3 separate regions of the Sus scrofa genome follow, and regions 1 and 2 are each linked to region 3. Evidence: chromatin contacts called from public Hi-C data. All regions are on one chromosome and are shown on one strand. The core of a region is the stretch at or near the end of the contact, and the rest is flanking DNA. Distances in the headings are between cores, read along the strand shown. Region 1 overlaps SPAG1 (sperm-associated antigen 1). Region 2 has its middle 47 kb from the start of RNF19A. Region 3 holds the start of POLR2K (DNA-directed RNA polymerases I, II, and III subunit RPABC4).

The links. Hi-C and Micro-C count contacts between places; a contact is called where the count stands out from the background.
Region 1: a Hi-C map of embryonic fibroblasts shows a contact between it and region 3, with 2.2 times the contacts expected there. The contact joins the enhancer-like site here to the promoter of POLR2K in region 3. A contact is called at or near these places in 6 of 47 Hi-C or Micro-C datasets (brain, embryonic fibroblasts, epiblast stem cells and 2 more) and 1 of 2 datasets of contacts at active chromatin or transcription factors (alveolar macrophages).
Region 2: a Hi-C map of alveolar macrophages shows a contact between it and region 3, with 5 times the contacts expected there. The contact joins the enhancer-like site here to the promoter of POLR2K in region 3. A contact is called at or near these places in 2 of 5 promoter capture datasets (fetal liver and liver), 32 of 47 Hi-C or Micro-C datasets (adipocytes, alveolar macrophages, blood and 17 more) and 2 of 2 datasets of contacts at active chromatin or transcription factors (alveolar macrophages and skeletal muscle).

The regions. Positions count from the first base shown.
Region 1 is chr4:36,778,238-36,781,166 of Sscrofa11.1, forward strand. It overlaps SPAG1 (sperm-associated antigen 1), which reads right to left. Exons shown (of 19, transcript XM_021089047.1): 11 at 1,103-1,495; 12 at 602-701. Among named protein-coding and RNA genes, the nearest start is that of SPAG1, 65 kb to the right of the region's middle. Within about 2 kb of position 1,299, at least 46 of the 83 cell types and tissues checked have an H3K27ac peak or open chromatin away from gene starts, as enhancers often do. A contact at or near this core is called in alveolar macrophages, embryonic fibroblasts and subcutaneous adipose tissue, where this site is marked.
Region 2 is chr4:36,736,050-36,738,749 of Sscrofa11.1, forward strand. No RefSeq gene overlaps it. Among named protein-coding and RNA genes, the nearest start is that of RNF19A, 47 kb to the left of the region's middle. Within about 2 kb of position 1,377, at least 10 of the 83 cell types and tissues checked have an H3K27ac peak or open chromatin away from gene starts, as enhancers often do. A contact at or near this core is called in alveolar macrophages, where this site is marked.
Region 3 is chr4:36,851,336-36,854,322 of Sscrofa11.1, forward strand. It overlaps POLR2K (DNA-directed RNA polymerases I, II, and III subunit RPABC4), which reads right to left and starts at 1,287. Exons shown (of 4, transcript XM_003355012.5): 1 at 1,147-1,287.

The DNA.
Region 1 (2,929 bases), core at 49-2,548, 73 kb before region 3:
GTGCTTAAAATCCAATGCAGCAGATGAGCTGTACCTACAGGTATGTGAATGCTAATGCAAGCCTTACAGTCATGCACATGACCGGGAGCCTGATGTCACCAGGAAGGCAGAGAGGAGGGGGCAGGTGAGCAAGGGTTTCTGAAGCAAAGATGTGCAGAGGGCATTAGAGATAGTGGACCAAATGGGAGCAGAAAGTTTGTTTGGGGGACAGTGTGGGGACAGAGGAGCTTATAATTATCTAGAAGACTATACTGAGCCACCCAACACCTGTTGAAACAGTCTGTACAAAATAATGATTCAGGAAAAGTTATTCATATGCCACTGTGGATTGGAAGAGGCAGAGACTAGTTAGAAGGTTCTCCTCCAATGTTCTCGGAATGATGTGAGGAGTATGAATTAAGGACACGAAAAAAGTTTGCACAATCTTCCATAATTGTCTTCATATACATGACAGAACTTACGAATTGTATTAGCAAACACATACCTTAAATGCCTTAAGAAAGTAGACTCAGAGGCAGAGAATTTAGAAGGATATTAAAATTGCATTCATCATCACACTGAAATGATAATCTCTTGATAAACCTGAAATACGGGAGTTTACCTGTTACAATCTTGAATGCAGCCACTGCAGTTTCCGTCTTTTAGGTAACATGCTGCTCTATTTGAATATAAGATACTGAGATCATCTGCACTTCCACTTCCTAAAAGCACATTTAATTAAACACAGTTAAAATCCATTAGCGAAATCACAGTTCACCAGAATTAACAAGGCCACTGGGGTCTCCCGTGGGGCTGCGGTCCTACCGCCTACCGATGCTGCAGCTCCGAGCAGCTGCCGGTGCCCGTGCCCGCAGTGGGCACACAGGCCAAGCCCGTAAAGGGACAGACGCGGATAAGCCTCGTTCGGGCGCACGCTACGCGCACCAAAGCACTGCTCCGGGAGGTCAGTTCGCATCCGCTCTGCCCTAGGTTACCGGGAAGGAGCGTACAGAGCGAGCGCCTGTCATTCGGGCGGTGGCCTGCGGCTCTCCCGCGGTGGCCCCTCAGGTCCCGCGAGCCGCAGCCCGAGGGCCCAGAGCCCCGGCGGGCGCCACTCCCTCACCTGCAGGCTCCAGCTGCGCGATCGCCGCCGAGTACTTGAGGGCCGCCTCGGCGAACTGCCCATGTTTGAAAAGCTCGTTGCCCTGACTCTTCAGGCCGGCGGGGCCGACCGGGGCGACAGGCGCGGGCGGCAGGGTGGCGGGCTCCGGGAACGCACAGGCCGCGGGGTCCCCGGCGCCTCGCCCGCCGCCCGGGTGCCCGTTGGCGCCTCCCGCCGTCGCGGAGTCCCGCGTCTGGCCCCGCTTGTCGGCGCGGGCCTCTGGCGCCCGACCCCGCCGCGGCGCACCCCGATCCTGCCGCTTGCCGCCCTCGCTCTTGCGGGTCAGCTTCTTCTGGATGTTGCCCATGGCGCGCGGGTCCGTGGCGCGCTCGGCTCCCGCCGGCTCCGCGGCCTCTGTAGGGAGTGGATGCGGGAAGTGAGTATTTGCATTACCAGCAGCAACTACCTCCGAGGCCGCTGGGGTGCCGGCGCAGGGGCGGTTCCCAGGGGCGAAACCCGGCCGGGAGGGCCCGCCCATTGGGCGGAGTCCGGCAGTTCCGGCTCCTCCAGGGGCCGGTCCACGCGGAGGGTGGACCGTAGAGGCAGCGCTCCGAGCCCCAGTGGTTTTCCAGGCTACCGACAGAAGCCAAGCCCGGGTTTAACCCTTCAAACGCTGAAGAGCTTGGGACGTGAAAGCCAGCATTTCAAAATCATTCATTCCCTTCATCAAAGCATTTGTGACGAGGTAGATCTTAGAAAAGATGTACTTTTCTTCCATTTACAATCTACAAGTGAATGAAGTTCTAAGACTTGAATTCGATAATTGCTCCCAAAGTTAGGGTCCACTCTTCTTATGTTAAAGGACTGGGTAAAGATAATTTGGGGGCAGGGAAAGTCGCACTGTCTTTTAAGCCATTTAAAAGTGAATTTAGCAAAGAACTTACATAAAACAGGCACCTAGTTTTTAGTTTAAAATGAACCTTAAAAGGATAACTTGATCCCCTTGCTGTACAGTGGGAAAATAAAAAAATAAAGTATTTGAATCCAAAAAAAACCTTAAAAAGACAGTAAAATTTCCATTACAATCCTTTCTTCAAACTTAAAAATTCCTTGTATCTTGATTGAAAGATTTCAGGTATTTATCAGGCACTAACGATTGATTATAGAATTGCTTTTTTTTTTTTTTAAGGGCCACACTTGCAGCATATGGAGGTTCCCAGGCTAGGGGTCCAGTCGGAGCTCCAAGTGCAGGCCTTTGCCACAGCCACAGCAACCTCAGATCCCAGTGGCATCTACCATCTACACCACAGCTCACAGCAACACCAGATTCTCAACCCAATGAGCTAGGCCAGGAATTGAACCTGCAACCTCATGGTTCCTAGTCAGATTCGTTAACCACTGCACCACGACGGGAAATCCCTAATCTGACTTTTAATGAATGTATTTCCTGTTCTGTTTATGAAAGGTAAAGCCAGAACTTGAAGCACAAAGACAGAGGAAATAGAAAACCACGAGTACGTAACTGAAAATCAGTGGATGGATGGTCAGTCACCTTAAGGCAAGCATGAGTATAAAAACACACTAAATAATGAACACAGTTTTCTATACAGCAGAATAACATCCAATTTTGGACCACTGGCCAAAAGAGGCTTAATTATTAAAACAATAACAAAAAGACAACTTACAGAATGCGAGAAAATAGTTTCAAATGATGCAACTGACAAGGGCTTAATATCTAAAATATACAAACAACTTATACAACTCAACAGCAAAAAAGCCAACAACCCAATGGAAAAATGGGCAAAAGACTTGAATAGACATTTCTCCAAAGAAAATATACAGATGGCC
Region 2 (2,700 bases), core at 127-2,626, 120 kb before region 3:
ACTGTCTCCAGTGCACTGTTACATTGGAGAGTCTACAGTAAAGTAATTCAATCGTATTGAGCTCTTCCTCCTAATCACCTCAAGTCAGTTTAAAAACATGGCTTAGGTGTTCCCATCGTGGCTCAGTAGAAACGAATCTGACTAGCATCCATGAGGATGCAGGTTCGATCCCTGGCTTCGCTCAGTGGGTTGAGGATCTGGCGTTGCCGTGAGCTGTGGCATGGGCCAGTAGCTGCAGCTCTGACTTGACTCAATATGCTGCAAGTTCAGCCCTAAAAAAAATAAAAATAAAAACATGGTTTATATTTTACCACTCCCTAAAAATAGTCCTGACTAACTCTCTTTGGCCCTTTTAGTAACTCTGACACTTAAACCTTTTATTGATGCTTTTTTTCCCCTACTAGAGTCTCTTGAACTTTTCTTTTTCTTCCAAATTAGCCATAAACTCATTAAAAGCAAAAGCTCTCTTTTTTATTTATCCCCCGCAATACTTCATTCATAGGGTCATAGATAGTTTAGTTCCCTTACGATGCTTAAGCAACTCAGATATTCCTTAGCTATTGCACCCTCGGCTTTTAGTACAGTGGGTGACATATTCCAATTTGCCTATTTTATTTACTTACTTATTTTGGCCATGCCTGTGGCATTTGGAAGTTTTCAGGCCAGGGATCAAACCCACGCCACAGCAGTGGCCCAAGCCGCTGCAGTGACAACACTGGATCCTTAACCCACTGTGCCATAGGAGAATTCCTGCAAGTGGTATTTTAAAAGTTAGATTCCCAACCCCTTGGACTCTAAGATTCCCTAATGATTCTGATGCAAATATTCCAAGAACCACTGTTTGAGAAGTATTTGGAGGATCACTGTAAACTTCTCAGCTGTAGGGACTTCTCTACATGAATTTTGGCACCTTTGAGGACACTGTTCTCTAGATTCATTCCCTTAATATTTGCCAAGCACGCACCAGCCTTGGCCAGATTCTGAATGGATATCTGTGTTGGCTCACCCGCAAAACAGTGACAGGTTGGAGAAGAAAGACACATGCTATTATTACACACAGAGTCTCCCTTAAGCTCAACCTGTGGAGGAATCTCTTGGCTGTTGTAATGTGACTAATTTCCAGAAGGTGGCACCAGACTGCTTCTCTGGCTATAACTGTTCTATTAGCCTGATCTCAATGCGTGTCTCTTATCCAATAAGTAAATATAAATGTGTCTGTAGTATTTGAAAAGAGCGCTGTTATCCTTTTCTAACAACTTAGATGAGATCATTATATTTATGGGAAGAGAGTCGTTTTACACGTGAAGGTAAGATAAGGAATGGAAGAAGATAACGCATTTTCCACAACTCCATAGTCCTACAACCTTGAATGGCCGGAAGTTAGCCTTCTCGTCATGCCCATGAGGAACCTACAGTTTTCCAGGTTATACAGCTCCTGGGTATTACTGAAATCCCAAATTGGGATTTAATCCCTGGTGTGTCTGATGCAAAAGCCTATGCTCTAAAGCAGTTTCCCAGGAAAAAAAGAGAGGGGGCTGCTGTGGGAGTCTCTCACATGCTTTCCTGCTTCTTTTTCATTCATCTTTCTTATCAGCAATTAACCTTCTTTTATTTTGATTTTTGGCAAAAGACATCAAAACCTACAAATGTGACAAAATGCATTATATTCTGGAGACAGATTTCTAGTAACAGACGTATCCTTGTGTGGAGAAGGACTTGAGAGGGGCAGCAGCCTAGGACTTCCCCATCAGTCCCTAGGAGTCCTTTCAGTCTGGGTAGCGCCACCTGGCTGATTGGAGAGTAAAATTCCAAATGAACACACTTTGCTTCATCCTGTTTCTAGATAGTAAACCCATACAATAGAAGAACATGTATAATAAAGCATCTTTGAACTCTAATGTAATGTTCTGCCGTAACTCAGGATTAATCTCTTTGCATGCACGTAGTGTCGTCAGCCCTTTGCTTCCTGTTGAGACGGTCTCCAGTGAAGAGGACACTGCTAACAGCGAGGCGCCACACACTGGTCATATAAAGGGAATTTTCACCCAGATGCATAAGCAGTAGAAATGAAAAAGCCAAACTTAAAGCTCCATGGTTTTGATGTTTTCCTGACAAATATCACATTCTCAAAATATCCACCACTGGGCAGCGTCGGTGTCTACAGCCCTTTGCATTTTGAGATCTTGCTCGTGGAGGTGGTACTCTCTGAATCTGCCCGAGTGGATGATCACTCATTCTGAGCAAATCAGAACTATCACAGCCAGCTGAGATTCCGTGTTGTAGCTGCCCTTAATGCTTTGCTTCTTTACCTTCCAAATTTCACCTCTTTTGCCCATAAATCGTAGCAAAAGGGCAGAAACAATACAGTTTGCTCCTTGGCATTTGTGTTCTTATTTGGGCTTTAAGGATTAGATTTAGGTGAGAAGCTCTCTTAAAAAACTCTCTTTAGGAGTTTCCGTTGTGGCGCAGTGGTTAACGCATCTGACTAGGAACCTTGAGGTTGCGGGTTTGATCCCTGGCCTTGCTCAGTGGGTTGAGGATCTGGCGTTGCTGTGAGCTGTGATGCAGGTCGCAGATGGGGCTCGGATCCTGCGTTGCTGTGGCTCTGGTGTAGGCCTGCAGCTGCAGCTCTGATTTGACCCCTAGCCCAGGAACCTCCATATGCCGAGGGAGCAGCACTAGAAAAGGCAAAAAAAAAAA
Region 3 (2,987 bases), core at 37-2,536:
TCATGCCTTATTTTTCTCAGGGAAAGCTAAAAAGCTAAAAAGTTCCCAATTCCTAATCCGTACTTTTTAAAAATCCTACCGCTGGTTCTAAAGAATGAATCAAACCCACAAATAAGCATTTTGCATTTACCCCCAAACTGGACTCCATAAACACTTTACAGATTTCATATTTACACATGCTATTTCATTATAATCTCTACAACAATTCTAGGCGGTTAAATAATTACTCTTAATGAACAGATCAAGAAACTAAGATTTAGGGAAGGTTAATTTGGTCAGGATTATTCAGTAGTTAAAAGGCAGAGGAATTTAGATCTGACTGCGAAGCTCTGGTTTTCATTTAACACGAGTACAAGTACTATTTTTCTTTTTCTTTCTTTTTCTTTTTTTTTGTCTTTTTGCTATTTCTTTGGGCCGCTCCCACGGCATATGGAGGTTCCCAGGCTAGGGGTCGAATAGGAGCTGTTGCCACTGGCCTACGCCAGAACCACAGCAACGTGGGATCCGAGCCGCGTCTGCAGCCTACACCACAGCTCACGGCAACGCCGGATCATTAACCCTGCCCTGAGCCAAGGGCAGGGACCGAACCCGCAACCTCATGGTTCCTAGTCGGATTCGTTAACCACTGCGCCACGACGGGAACTCCAATTTTTCTTTTTCTTTCTCTCTCTCTCTTTTTTTTTTTTCCACCCGCGGCATGTGGAAGTTCCAGGCTAGGGGGTCCAATAGGCCTGACAGCCACAGCAACGCGGGATCCGAGCCCCGTCTGCTATCTATACCACAGCTCAAGGCAACGCTGGGTCGTTAACCCACAGAGCGAGGCCAGGGATGGAATCCGCATCCTCAAGGATACTCATCTGATTCAGTTCCGCTGCGCCACAAGGGGAACTCCCACAAGTGAAATTTTCCCAAAATTTAGCAAGAAATTGCCAAAAAACTATACCCCTCAACAGGAAAACATGCGAACCGAAGAAAAGGGAAAAATAATGAAATAACTCCTAACAGCTGAAAAGGCAGACAACCCAACAGCTAAACAAGCCAAAGGGCTAACAGCATCGACTCCATCCCCAGCCTCTCTCGACTCTAATCCCACACCGGACCTCCTGTAACCCCTAGTATCTTTCCAGTTTTGGCCCAAACACTCACCTTCCAATCCCAAACCGCCAATCCGCCAAACCCCTACCCACGGAACACGGAGAAACTTCCCGAGGCTCCCTAACAGATTCCTGAGGCCGCTGTGTGTCAGCCCACTTCCGGCACTGGCAGATGACGCAGGATGTAGTCTCCGCCCCTTCCGCCCAAGGAGTGGCCGAAGAACCCGGATTGAGCGCGGGCAGTTAAATTGGAATTATGTATGTTTGATTCGCTCTGTAGAGGTTCTTATTTGGCTCCCAACTATTTTCATTTTTCGGGGAGGCAAAGAATTTTAGCAGTTTCTCAGGTCGAAGGAGGTTTGTTTCTATGACAAATGAAGGCCGCAGAAAGTAACAGTTTTCCAAGAGGTCAGAGCGTTAGATACCCAAGTGAAGTGCTCATGGAATCCCTGGGCTGACCGTTACTCCAAAGAACGTGGAAGTATCGGTTTCACCGCTGATTTCCACGTAGAAGAGCAGTTTTCAGATTATGGATTTCAGATCGTTTTAATACCTGTGCCGCCGGCAGTGGAACAGCCGCCTCCTGCCCTTTGCATAATGTTTGCTTTTCGACCCTTTCTCACTTAGGTACCTGTCATCCTTCTCAGCCTCTCCTTTTACTCGTTTTAAAGCACAGGCGGACTTGCAGGCAGCTACATCCAACTACTGCCACTTAAAGCTGAGGGATTTAGGTAGTGGTGGCTGTTTACCGACCCTCCTTTGGTCCCATGTATTCTCTAGAAGAACAAAACGACCTGCTCAGTGGAATCCTTTCAAAGATCAAACTATTAGTGAGACATTATCGTTGGATGTACACATTTACATTCGTTTGCTTCTTTCATAGCAGGCATTTTACTAATATCAGAATGAGAGGAAGAAAATGAAGTTGTTACAATTTAGAAAATACATATTCGTTATCTATTACAGTTAATTGGAGAAGCAGGTTTCTTTCTTCCCAACATGCATTATTTTGGTTTCTTATTAAGCAGGCAATACTGCTCTCTGGTCTTCCATACGGAAACTTGGGAACTTTGAGCTTCGCATTACACTTCCAGGAGGAGTTCCAACTGCCGGCACCTCCACAGACCAACTTGAGAGATTTAACTCAATCTTCCCAGTCTTCTTAGCTCCCTGTTGTAAAAATTTCAGGAAACACAGTGGAGTGTCCTGCTTCTTCCTCCACAGACAGGCTAAGACAGAACATACAAGTATTTTGACCATCTTAAAAAATATCTCTCCTGTCAGCCAAAGGGAAGAGGTAACCCAAAAGAAGAATCAAAATAAGCTTTGCTCCAAGAAGTATTAGATAAAACCATTGTTATCATAAGAGAAAGATTATGGAGTGATCCAAAAAGTATAACTTTAATCATTGCAAGCTGACCTGGATTCCAACTCTCAAGCTTGAGATTTCAAGAAGATGCTGGCACTTAATGCAGTCTATGGAGATCAGGAGGAATTAACACATGCAGAATACAAACGGCTCCTGGGACCCTACAGAGGGGTAGAGTAAAGACAAGTTGTAGCAAGGAGATCCAGAATTTCAACAAGAGTTCATGTTGGGGCTAGATCCCAATCCAACACTCTTGTTCCTATGAGTAGGAACAGTAATTTTAGCATCATGTGGAGCATGGTCAGTGGAAGCTATTATCAGTGATGACAACTAACATTTCTTGAGTGCCTACTATGTGCCAAACATCATTGCATTGCCTTCTCCTAATGAGGGTATTTGTCTTGCCATGTTGGATACTAGTGCTTTTAGTACCTTGTAATATGGTTATGGAGATGCAAATTACCATTTTTTCCCCTTGAATAGCTCTTTTCATTGATCATATTCATTTAAATATATCTGCATAA